Linked DNA regions of Pan troglodytes: region 2 is linked to region 1. The links are chromatin contacts, called in public capture Hi-C maps. All regions are on one chromosome and are shown on one strand. The core of a region is the stretch at or near the end of the contact, and the rest is flanking DNA. Distances in the headings are between cores, read along the strand shown. Region 1 overlaps CYFIP2 (cytoplasmic FMR1 interacting protein 2). Region 2 overlaps ADAM19 (ADAM metallopeptidase domain 19).

The links. Capture Hi-C pulls out chosen DNA fragments and counts their contacts.
Region 2: a contact with region 1 is called in a capture Hi-C map of stem cell-derived neural stem cells, with 3 times the contacts expected there. The contact joins two enhancer-like sites. A contact is called at or near these places in 3 of 7 Hi-C or Micro-C datasets (induced pluripotent stem cells and stem cell-derived neural progenitor cells) and 1 of 1 other capture datasets (stem cell-derived neural stem cells).

The regions. Positions count from the first base shown.
Region 1 is chr4:155,058,332-155,063,116 of NHGRI_mPanTro3-v2.0_pri, forward strand. All of the region lies in intron 26 of CYFIP2 (cytoplasmic FMR1 interacting protein 2), which reads left to right. Among named protein-coding and RNA genes, the nearest start is that of FNDC9, 25 kb to the left of the region's middle. Within about 2 kb of position 2,385, at least 2 of the 24 cell types and tissues checked have an H3K27ac peak or open chromatin away from gene starts, as enhancers often do. A contact at or near this core is called in stem cell-derived neural stem cells, where this site is marked.
Region 2 is chr4:155,162,816-155,167,600 of NHGRI_mPanTro3-v2.0_pri, forward strand. It overlaps ADAM19 (ADAM metallopeptidase domain 19), which reads right to left. Exons shown (of 22, transcript XM_016954120.4): 21 at 4,221-4,373; 22 at 1-3,432. The coding sequence ends at 3,379. Among named protein-coding and RNA genes, the nearest start is that of NIPAL4, 20 kb to the left of the region's middle. Within about 2 kb of position 1,931, at least 2 of the 24 cell types and tissues checked have an H3K27ac peak or open chromatin away from gene starts, as enhancers often do. A contact at or near this core is called in stem cell-derived neural stem cells, where this site is marked.

The DNA.
Region 1 (4,785 bases), core at 1,135-3,634:
ATCTGAAAAACAAACCTGCTAGTGTGAACATATCAGGACTTGGGAAAAAATGGTCTGAGAGTTAAGAGTCACTGGTTCCACAGACAAGACCAAGAGCCCCCATGAGCCAGAGTGAGAGACTCTAGGGCATATCCCATCCATGATGGCACTGTTCACCACCCACCTGCCGGTTGTCAGCATAGAGGGTTACCCTCCAAGCCCTCCAGTGGTGGGCAAGATGATCCCAGAGGTTTTTTGTTTTTTTTTTTTTTTTTTTTTGAGACAGAGTCTCACTCTGTTGCCCAAACTGGAGTGCAGTGGTGTGATCTCGGCTCACTGCAGCCTCCACCTCCTGGGTTCAAGCGATTCTCATCCCTCAGCCTCCCAAGTAGCTGGGATCACAAGCATGTGCCACTATGCTTGGCTAGTTTTTGTATTTTTAGTAGAGACAGGGTTTCACCATATCGGCCAGGCTGGTTCTAACTTCTGACCTCAAGTGATCCACCTGCCTTGGCTTCCCAAAGTGCTAGGATTATAGGCATGAGCCACCGCGCCCGGCCATTCCCAAAGCTTTTAACTATTAACACACCATTTAACAATAGCAACTATATAGATTTGATTGATAAACATTTATCAGTTGATGTTTTGTTTAGAATTTTACTGATGAAAATTTATAGTCAGAGACCCTCAGCTTAGATACAAAATAGAGTGAAAAATGGCATAAAACAAGAACTGATCCATAGAAACAGGAGATAGAGGTAATAGGAAAGATTTCCCAGGTAAAGGTCATTAGTGTATCCTCAGCACCTAACACAAGGCTCATTAACCATAAATCAGGGGAGGGACATTTCAGCTTCGTCGTGGTGTAATGTTTATCCTCTAAAATCCTCAAGATACCACCATTTGAGACAGAGGCAATCCATCACCTTCATCCAAAGCCAGCTCAATTTTTGCTTATTTTGTGAGCCTTACCAGTAACTGCCAAGAAATCAGAGCCTTGGTTATGTAGTTCTGTATCAATGACTTTTCTTTGAGGACACCCCCAGTGGGCAGGGTCATATTACAGTTTGCGCTACTGAGTATTATTCTACAATGGACATCGCCAAGCACCAGGGAGGCAGTGCAGGTTAGTGCAATGGTCTCAACTATGGCTGCTCATTTAAATCACTTGGAAATCTGCTTAAAAATTCTGATCTCAGAGGCCTGTCACAAGGAAAACAAAATCCTTGAGAATGGACCTAGTTTTCTTTTTTTTTTTTTTTTAAGACGGAGTCTTGCTCTGTCACCCAGGCTGGAGTGCAGTGGCACGATCTCGGCTCACTGCAACCTCCACTTCCTGGGTTCAAGCAGTTCTCTGCCTCAGCCTCCCGAGTAGCTGGGATAAGAGGCACCTGCCACCATGCCTGGATAATTTTTGTATTTTTAGTAGAGACCAGGTTTCACCCTGTTGGCCAGGCTGGTCTTGAACTCCTGACCTCGTGATCCATGCGCCTCAGCCTCCCAAAGTGCTGGGATTACAGGCATGAGCTACCACGCCTGGCCAGACCCAGATGTTTTAAAAGCTCCACACTTGACTCTGATGGGCAGCCAGAGTGGAGGATCTCTGATCTAGAAGCATTTTCTTGGACTAGAGCTGCCAGACTCTTGACATTGATGCTTAGTTGTCACAGTTCTTGCCACATCTGCAGATCACTGGTTTTGTTATTTACATAATCTTTTTACTGAAACTTAATTTTAAAAGGAAACTATCACTTCCATTTAAAAAAATCATCTCTTGCCATCATTAGAAAGCAACCAGAATAATACATTCAATCAATCAAAATACAACAAAGTCATATAATTCCAGCTGCTGCCTGCCCAGATCTCTGAACACAAGCCCTACTCCCTCTTTGATAAAAACAAGATTAGTAAATATTAGGTGCTAACATGTGCTGGTTTCAAATGGAGACTTTCTCATTAAGGTTGTCAGAAAGATTGATAGGAAACTGAAAAAGGAAAGAACTTGCTCACTGTGTGGCTCACTATGATTAAATCACATTTCCTTGTATGCCCAATTTCCACTTTAGGAAATGCTAACCTTGGAAGACATTGGCATATACTTGAGGGAAGAGAAAGCCCACTTTCTAGGCCACAGTTTCCTGGCTATAGATCTTTTCCAGTTGACCAGACATGATTCCGATCCAGAATAATAATTCTATTATCCCCTTGACAATTCAGGGGACTGAGGAAGGGGTTGGAGGTGAAACATAGTAATATACAGCACTATTCAAGCAAGGCATAGATTGACAGGAAAAGATCACACACAGAATCAGGTAAGATTAAATTACTGATAGATTTAGCAAGGGCTATGAAGAGCTGCTGGAAGTGAGGGACCAGCGGAACAGGAGCAGAGGCAGCGTCTCTCGGTTGGGCTTTCCACTGCACCTGGAGTCCCAAATGAGGGCTGGAAGCTGTGGCTTGTACATTCTGTGCAAGGGGAGAGGGTCCTGGTGCAAATGGGAAGCCTAATTTCTTGCCTGCTTCACAGGCTCTGTATCCTTGGGGCTTAACATCAGTATGCGGGAAACACATTATGTGCCTCCATGTAAGGGAATGTTTAGAACACTAAGCTCTCTGGTTAGGGCCCAGCTCCCCATCCCCCTCCTGCCAGAAAATCCAAGCAGCGATCCCTGTGGGGTGCCTGGACCTCCCATTTCCAGCTCCTTTCTCCATACAAAAACATAATGCATTAGTGTTATTTGTCTTTTTGTTGCCTCAGAAATCAGAGTTAAAGGTTAAGAAAATACTGATTTGATGGTGCTCTTTAGGAAATCAGCTAAAAATGGTAGTTTTTCACTCAGCTGTGAACAGAACCCTAAAGGTAGAGTCTAATGCCATTCTGCATAAATCTGACATTCTTAGGATCATATTGAATCTTTTTAAAATATGTACACGGAATCTTTATGGTAGCCTGTAGCCAAGAGAAATCAAGTCTCCAGTTAGCCTCATAGACTAAGTGAGTTGGGAACACTTAAGGTTTTTGATAGTTGATGGAATCCCTCAGTTTTAAAACTGATGGTCCATCAGTTTTAAATTAACTATAATACAAAAAGAAAATTAAGACAGAAAGTAATGCGAAAATAAAACATGAATCCCTTGAATTCTGATGTGAGTTCCTTACAGTAAAATATTTTTGCATCCTGACCCTAAAAACCTTTTTTGCTTTTACTGTCAACACAGCAATTTTACAGTAGACAGACTGCGGTTCTTAATCACCTAATGATTATTTCTCTTGTAGTTATCATATAGTGGGAATAATAAACATTAGCATGACACTTGGTACATGCAAAATTACTGAATCATAACTTTTACTCATTAATTCCTCCCAGAGAGAAACTTCTGCAGAAGCACAAGCTCCTGGGAGTTCTCCAAGGAGGGATTGTTGAAGTTCGTTGTTTTTGTATAGCAATTGCATATTATTCACACTTTGGAAAACTCATCATGGTTACATCCTGGTTCCACAAAAAAGCTATAAAAGAAACATTTTAAGAACAATTAAGGAAATTTTAGTCTAGACGACATCGTGTATCATATTAAGAACATTTTAAATTTAGGGGATCACAATTCTGAGGTTGCACAGGAGGATGTCCTTGTTTTTAGGAGTTGCATGCTTAGGTATTTAAGGCTGAAGTGACTCAATGTCTTCCATTTACTCTCAAATGACTCAGTAAAGTTAAAGCAAATATGACAAAATGTTCATTTTGACTGTACATCAAGGGTATAAGGATATTCATTATTCCTTCAAATATTTTATGTGTCTAGAATCTTTCCTAATATGAAGTTGAAGCAGGGGACATAAAACCTCAACAGGGGATCAGAAAGTTAAGAAGGAAAGGGGTTAAACCAGACAAGGTCGTGACATATGAGGAGGAGGAAAGTCATGAGGGTTTTTGTCTTTTCCAGCTACTCTGCTAGTTGGTAAGATTTATTCTTGGTAACATATATCCCGGAGCTACATCTGGCCTCATTAAAAAAATTTATAGACGCATTTGCTAGCATCGAACTTGGCTGTGACTTACAGGCTGACCGCCTATTTGATTTACCATGAGGAAATACCAGTTTAAGATCCAAGAAAGGCAAATGAAGCCAGGGAAGCTGGCCAGTCCAAATTAGAGGCCAGTGAGAGGCCCTAAGAGAACACCTCTGGCAGCCACCCTCCTCCCATTGGCCGTGGTGGGAAGGCTTACCTTCTGCTTCAGGAATACTAACAGAGAAACACACACACACACACAAATACACACACAAAGAATGCCTTCTCCCTATGCTCTGTTTAAGAGAAATGTCTCAAACCCAGCTCCACTGAGGGTCACCGCCTTTCCACGCTTGAGCCGAGAGAGGGTCATGCCTTAACATTAACAGCAAAGGGGTCTTCATACATGATAAATTGTATACTCTCCAGCTTAAAACTAACAGGCAGATTCTTGTTATACTTAAAATTCAAACTCCCAACTTTGACCCACAAGGCTGAGAAGATTTCAGCCATGCCTATTCCACCAACTTATCTATTATTACCACTCTCTGCCTGGCTGCACAACCCAACCACATGGCATACTTTGGGGGTCAAGTTACAGAGAAAGAAACTGAGGTTCACTGCAGGTCTGCATCAGGGCAAGACTGAATCCCACTGTCCTTGGCTTCTACCTTAAGGCTTGTTGACATTTACGACCTTGGCCTTGTAATTCAAGGGCACCAAGAACACCCCCTCAGCCCCCCAGAAAGAGCACTGCCACTTTCTATCACAGTGTCTGAAATTCTATTAGAGACTCG
Region 2 (4,785 bases), core at 681-3,180, 100 kb after region 1:
GATTCTACAGAACCTCTCCTTCACAGGCTCCCCTCGGGAAGGGGACCTTTCCAGTTGGCGTTCCCATGGCTTTCTTGGGTGTCCAGCACAGCTGTTATACACGTGGTTAACACAATTACTGACTTTGGAACTGGTCCCCAGTTTTCAAATTGCAAGTCTTCCATACCTTCTGTCAAATAAGAATAAATTAGGAAGTAGGCAGGGAGAGACTTTATTGGAAAGGGGTATTGCAGGAGGTGGGGAGGGGCTATTGCTTCAGGGGGAAGGGACTATGGCAATACAAAAAAACACTCCAACCAGAAAATCAGCAAGTCTCAGACCTTAAGATCTGCAAGTGTCTCAGAGCTGGGGCAGAAAAGGGCTTTACTTTTATAGGGAGAAGTCAGCAAGGCTGAAAGGAATCTATGGCTAGCAGGCAGTTACAAGATTGAGCCAGGTGCCCAGGCTAAGGCTTCTAGAGACAGGGAGACAGGGCACTAAATCCCTTGAGGTTTGTTTTAGAGATGGCTCCAAGGCCCTTAAAAAAAAATTCTTGGGTTGTAAAATTGGCAGGAGGTTAATTTCACTTTCAAAAAGATTTACCTACATCCCCATCTGCACAAAGAGCTTGCTAACTCACTAACCCAAACTTGAGTTAAGCTTCCCTCCTCCCCACCAGACCCTGGACTTTGGGCCACCCTCAGCCTGAGCCAGCAAACAGCCCCTCCCCTGGAAAAAAAAAAAAAAAAAAGGCTGGGCACAAAGTCATTCCCTGAACGTGGTTCTTTCTAGCTATGTTTACTTCTTCCAATAAAAGAAAAGTCCTTTTCTGCCTGGGCTTTGAGACGCTTGCAGATCTTGCCATCGGTCGGTCTGAGCCTTTTCACTATTCCCATAAGGCCCCTTCCTCTCCCTTTTGCAATATTCCCTTTCCCCTTCTGCAATCATGCTTTGGAATAAGGTCTCTCCTTCCCTAAGCCCAGATTTATTTGTATTTGACACCTCAAAACAGCATACTGGGCACTGGAAAGAAAAGGGGATGCATAATGGCCAGTCTTCCTCCTGGGCAGCCTCCCTGAACAAAGCCAGGAGTGAAGCATTAGTAGAACTGGTTGCCAAAAGTCTATCAAATTCCAAAACATTCCACCATCTTCCAGTTCACAGTACAACTTGATGGGATGGAGGTGATATGAAAATAATAAAACAAAACAAAACAAAAAGCAAGAAAACAACAACCCAGGTCTCTTTCTGGTGTGGTTCCAGGGAGGGTGGACTGCAGGTTCAGATGGCTCATGCAGTCACTATGGCTGTGGCGCTGTCACTTCAGAGCTATCTACCTCCTGATGTGAGGGAGAAAGGCTGGAGAAGCCACAGGAAGCTCTGTGAGGCATGGGGTTGGGTTTTGAGGATGTTGCTTGTTTGTTTTGCAGAGGGGTGAAAGGGGATGTTTTCACCTTTACTTTCCAGGAACCAAGCCTTGAGGCAGAGGGTAGCACATTTAAATAAAAGGTTGGGCCACAGGAAAGGTGGGGAATGGATCTCCACAGCAAGGATGACCCACAGCAAGGATGACCCACGGCAAGGACATGGGGAACCTGTATCACAGCCACCCTGAGGGAAGAGAAACTCATTTTCCTGAGATCTTTCTAAACCCAACCCAGGCTTTTCCCCCAGGGGTACATCCCGTATTTTCCACTTATTTCCAAACCCAAGAACATCCAAGAAGCACCTATTGTGTGCAGAGAACTATAAGGAGGCCCTGGGGTGGTGAATCAGAAGCTCAGCCTCAGCCTTGCAGTGAGGTTTTCAAGAGCGAACAATTGCTCATGGCAGGATGGGAGGAGGCCCCAGGAAAGCCTCAGAGGAGTGAGAGTCAGGCCAGCTCCTGTCCGGAGAGCCACCCAGCACCTTTGTGGAGTGGGAGTCTATCTCCCAGAAAACATCTCCAGGTGCTTTGCAAAAACCGTCCTATCTAGCAAAGCACCACATGGCCATCCTTCCCTGCTGCAGGGAAGACAGGAGCCACCGCAGACCCCCTCACCTGCTCAGAGCTCTCTTTCTGTGAGGGTCAGGTAAGGGCAGTGACCAGAGAGAGAACAAAAGGAAGTGAATGACAAAAAGCTGGGTTGAGGAAGAGGCTCCCAGCTCTGACTGTTCCAGTGCAGCTGTTGCTGGCTGCCTTCTCCAGTGATCTCGGGCAGCTCCTAGAAATGGGTCTGTTCTCTGCTCAGAGGGCAACGGTCCAGCCCGAGGTCAATGACCAGCCACTAGGGCAGGCTGGCTCCCTCGTGTGTACTTTGTAAATAGCTGGGCTCCCTAAGGGGGGACCTCACCTAGATTTAGCTCAGAGTAAGGAGGAAGACCCCCACCCTGCTGAGGTCACAAAACACAATGAAAAATAAACATATGACCCCAGTGGGCATGCCCCAAGTCTACTCTGGTCACACTCCTGAGAGCCAGTGAGGGAAATCCAGTGGCCGACTGTGAGAGAGGACTCTGACTTGTAGGTCACAAGCACCTGGTCACCCGAAGGTCAGGACTGCTGAGGGTTTGCTCACCAAAGCACCACACATTAGAGGGAGAATGAGAGGGGAAGGAAGAGAGAAAAGCGTGGGGCACCAGGAAAGTGCGGCAGAGAAAACAAAGAGCAACTAAAAATTATCCAGAGTCAGGAGTCGCAACCTTTGGCATCACAGCTCAGAGGAAGCCCAAGCCTGGTGCTCCTCCTGCTGTCTACACTGCCTACGAATAGTACCTGTCTGAGTCAGAGTGACCCGTGTGAATACAGGGATGCAGGGGTTTGGGGAGAGGTGGGAGGGGACGTGGCTTGTCACATGCAGCCATACAGCCAGAAGCCGTTCCCTCAACCAAGCCCTGGGCAGGGCCACAGCAGTGGCTGGCTTGACCCTTCCTTAATCCCTAAAAGCTAAAAGGGGTGGGTAAGTACCAGCCTCCATCCAGCCCGGGACCTCTGAGGAGAGCAGAAGCAATGGGAAGCTCTCTTGCGTGCCCTGCACCCCAGGAGTGAATGGATGGCTTCTGCAAGCGAAGTGCTGGCCTGAGGGGCTTGCTGGCCTTGAGCATCTCCATCAGCACCTCGGGGCTAGGAGTCTGGAGGAGAAGCTGCCAGTCACCCTCCTCATACTCTCCCCTCCCTACCTGGGGCTGTATATTGCACAAAACAACACCTAGAGGCCATCAGATCGTAGTCCCTCTGGGCTTCCAAGGAAGCCGAGGAGGCACTGAGTCAACAGGGAGATTTTTGGAGATGTGGAGGTTCCTGGAGGAGGGTGGGAGGAGCTCAGAGGCGGCCAGACATGCTTCTTCAGGGTTCCATGGCCATGGGTCCTCTGCAGTGTCCAGAGAGCTCAAGGAAAGGGAGAAGCCCCTTGGACAGGTCTAGATTTTCGAGCTAATCATCCCTCCAGCCCTCTGTGATCTGTATTCTGGAAACTGGGAAGAAAAAGAAGGGAGGGAGAGAGACATCAGCTTGATGCTGATCAATGGGATCAAGGGGGCAGCCATCCTCCCGATTTTAGAAGGAAGGATGGACCACCCACTGAGAACAAAGGCTTCTTGTGAAGTCCATCCATGTGTCCACTCACCCAGACCATCAGCCCAGCAGGAAGGGGTGTGGTAGGTGCCCCTATCTGAAGCTGACCAGCCACCCCTCCCTCTTCCCTTCCCTGCTAAGGCAGCAGCACAGTCCACAGTTTTCTCAATGCCTCGTGGGAATACAGCATGGTCAGCCAGCTTCTTCACCTCATCCCTTTCTGACCTGACTGCCAAGACTGGCAAACTGAGACTGTCAGCCACACAGAAGAAGTACGAGGAGGGGCCAAGTGTACACAGCCTCCCGCAGGCCAGGTGGCTTCTACTAATGCACTTCCTTGCTCTCCACAACAACCTGATGGGGCTGGTACTGCTGCTCATCATAGCCTCTGTACAAATGAGGAAACAGACTCAAGAGGGACTTGCTCAGGGTCCCTCCCCAGGTCAGGTGCAGGGGCAGGACTGAAGCCACCACAGCTCAGGATTCTAAGAATCACCTTTCACACGAAGCCAAAACTCCACAGTCAAGCGGGCACAAAGAAACATGAATGTTTTGCCCTTGGCTTTTGTTCTGGAAGTTCAGTCCAGACCACAAGAAGCATGAATTGCTTTGTTTTCTCAACTCTACACCTGCCCCCCTGGAGCCCTCTGGTACCAGCTTTCACCTTGAGGGCTTCCTGTGGACTCACCTTTGGGGCAAGTGCTGCCAGAGGCCGGGACTGCTGAGGGCCAGCACCAGGGGGCCGCAGTGGGGATGCACCTCCTGGCCTGGGGAGGCTCCTGCGGCCTGGCACTGGGTTTGCCGGGAGTGCCTTCTGGGGCGGCCGAGGCCTGGAGAAGTCCTGGAGAGAAAGCAATAAGCCTCACTTGAAGGCCAGAGGCCTGTTTGAAAGAAAATATCCCTGATATCTCACAGGTTAAAATCAGATAGATAAAAGTTATATACTGTATGGTCCCATTTAGAAAGAAACTGTATGTATAATGTGTTTATATTCTCAAGAGGAAGTCAGGAGAGCAAGCTGGCAGTATCTATTAAAATTACAAATAACCAGTGATGATGATCTTTTTTTCATATGTTTGTTGGCTGCATAAATGTCTTCTTTTGAGAAGTGTCTGTTCATATCTTTCACCCACTTTTTGATAGGGTTGTTTGATTTTTTCTTGTAAATCTGTTTAAGTTCTTTGTAGATTGGGGATATTAGCCCTCTGTCAGATGGATAGATTGCAAAAATCTTCTCCCATTCTGTAGGTTGC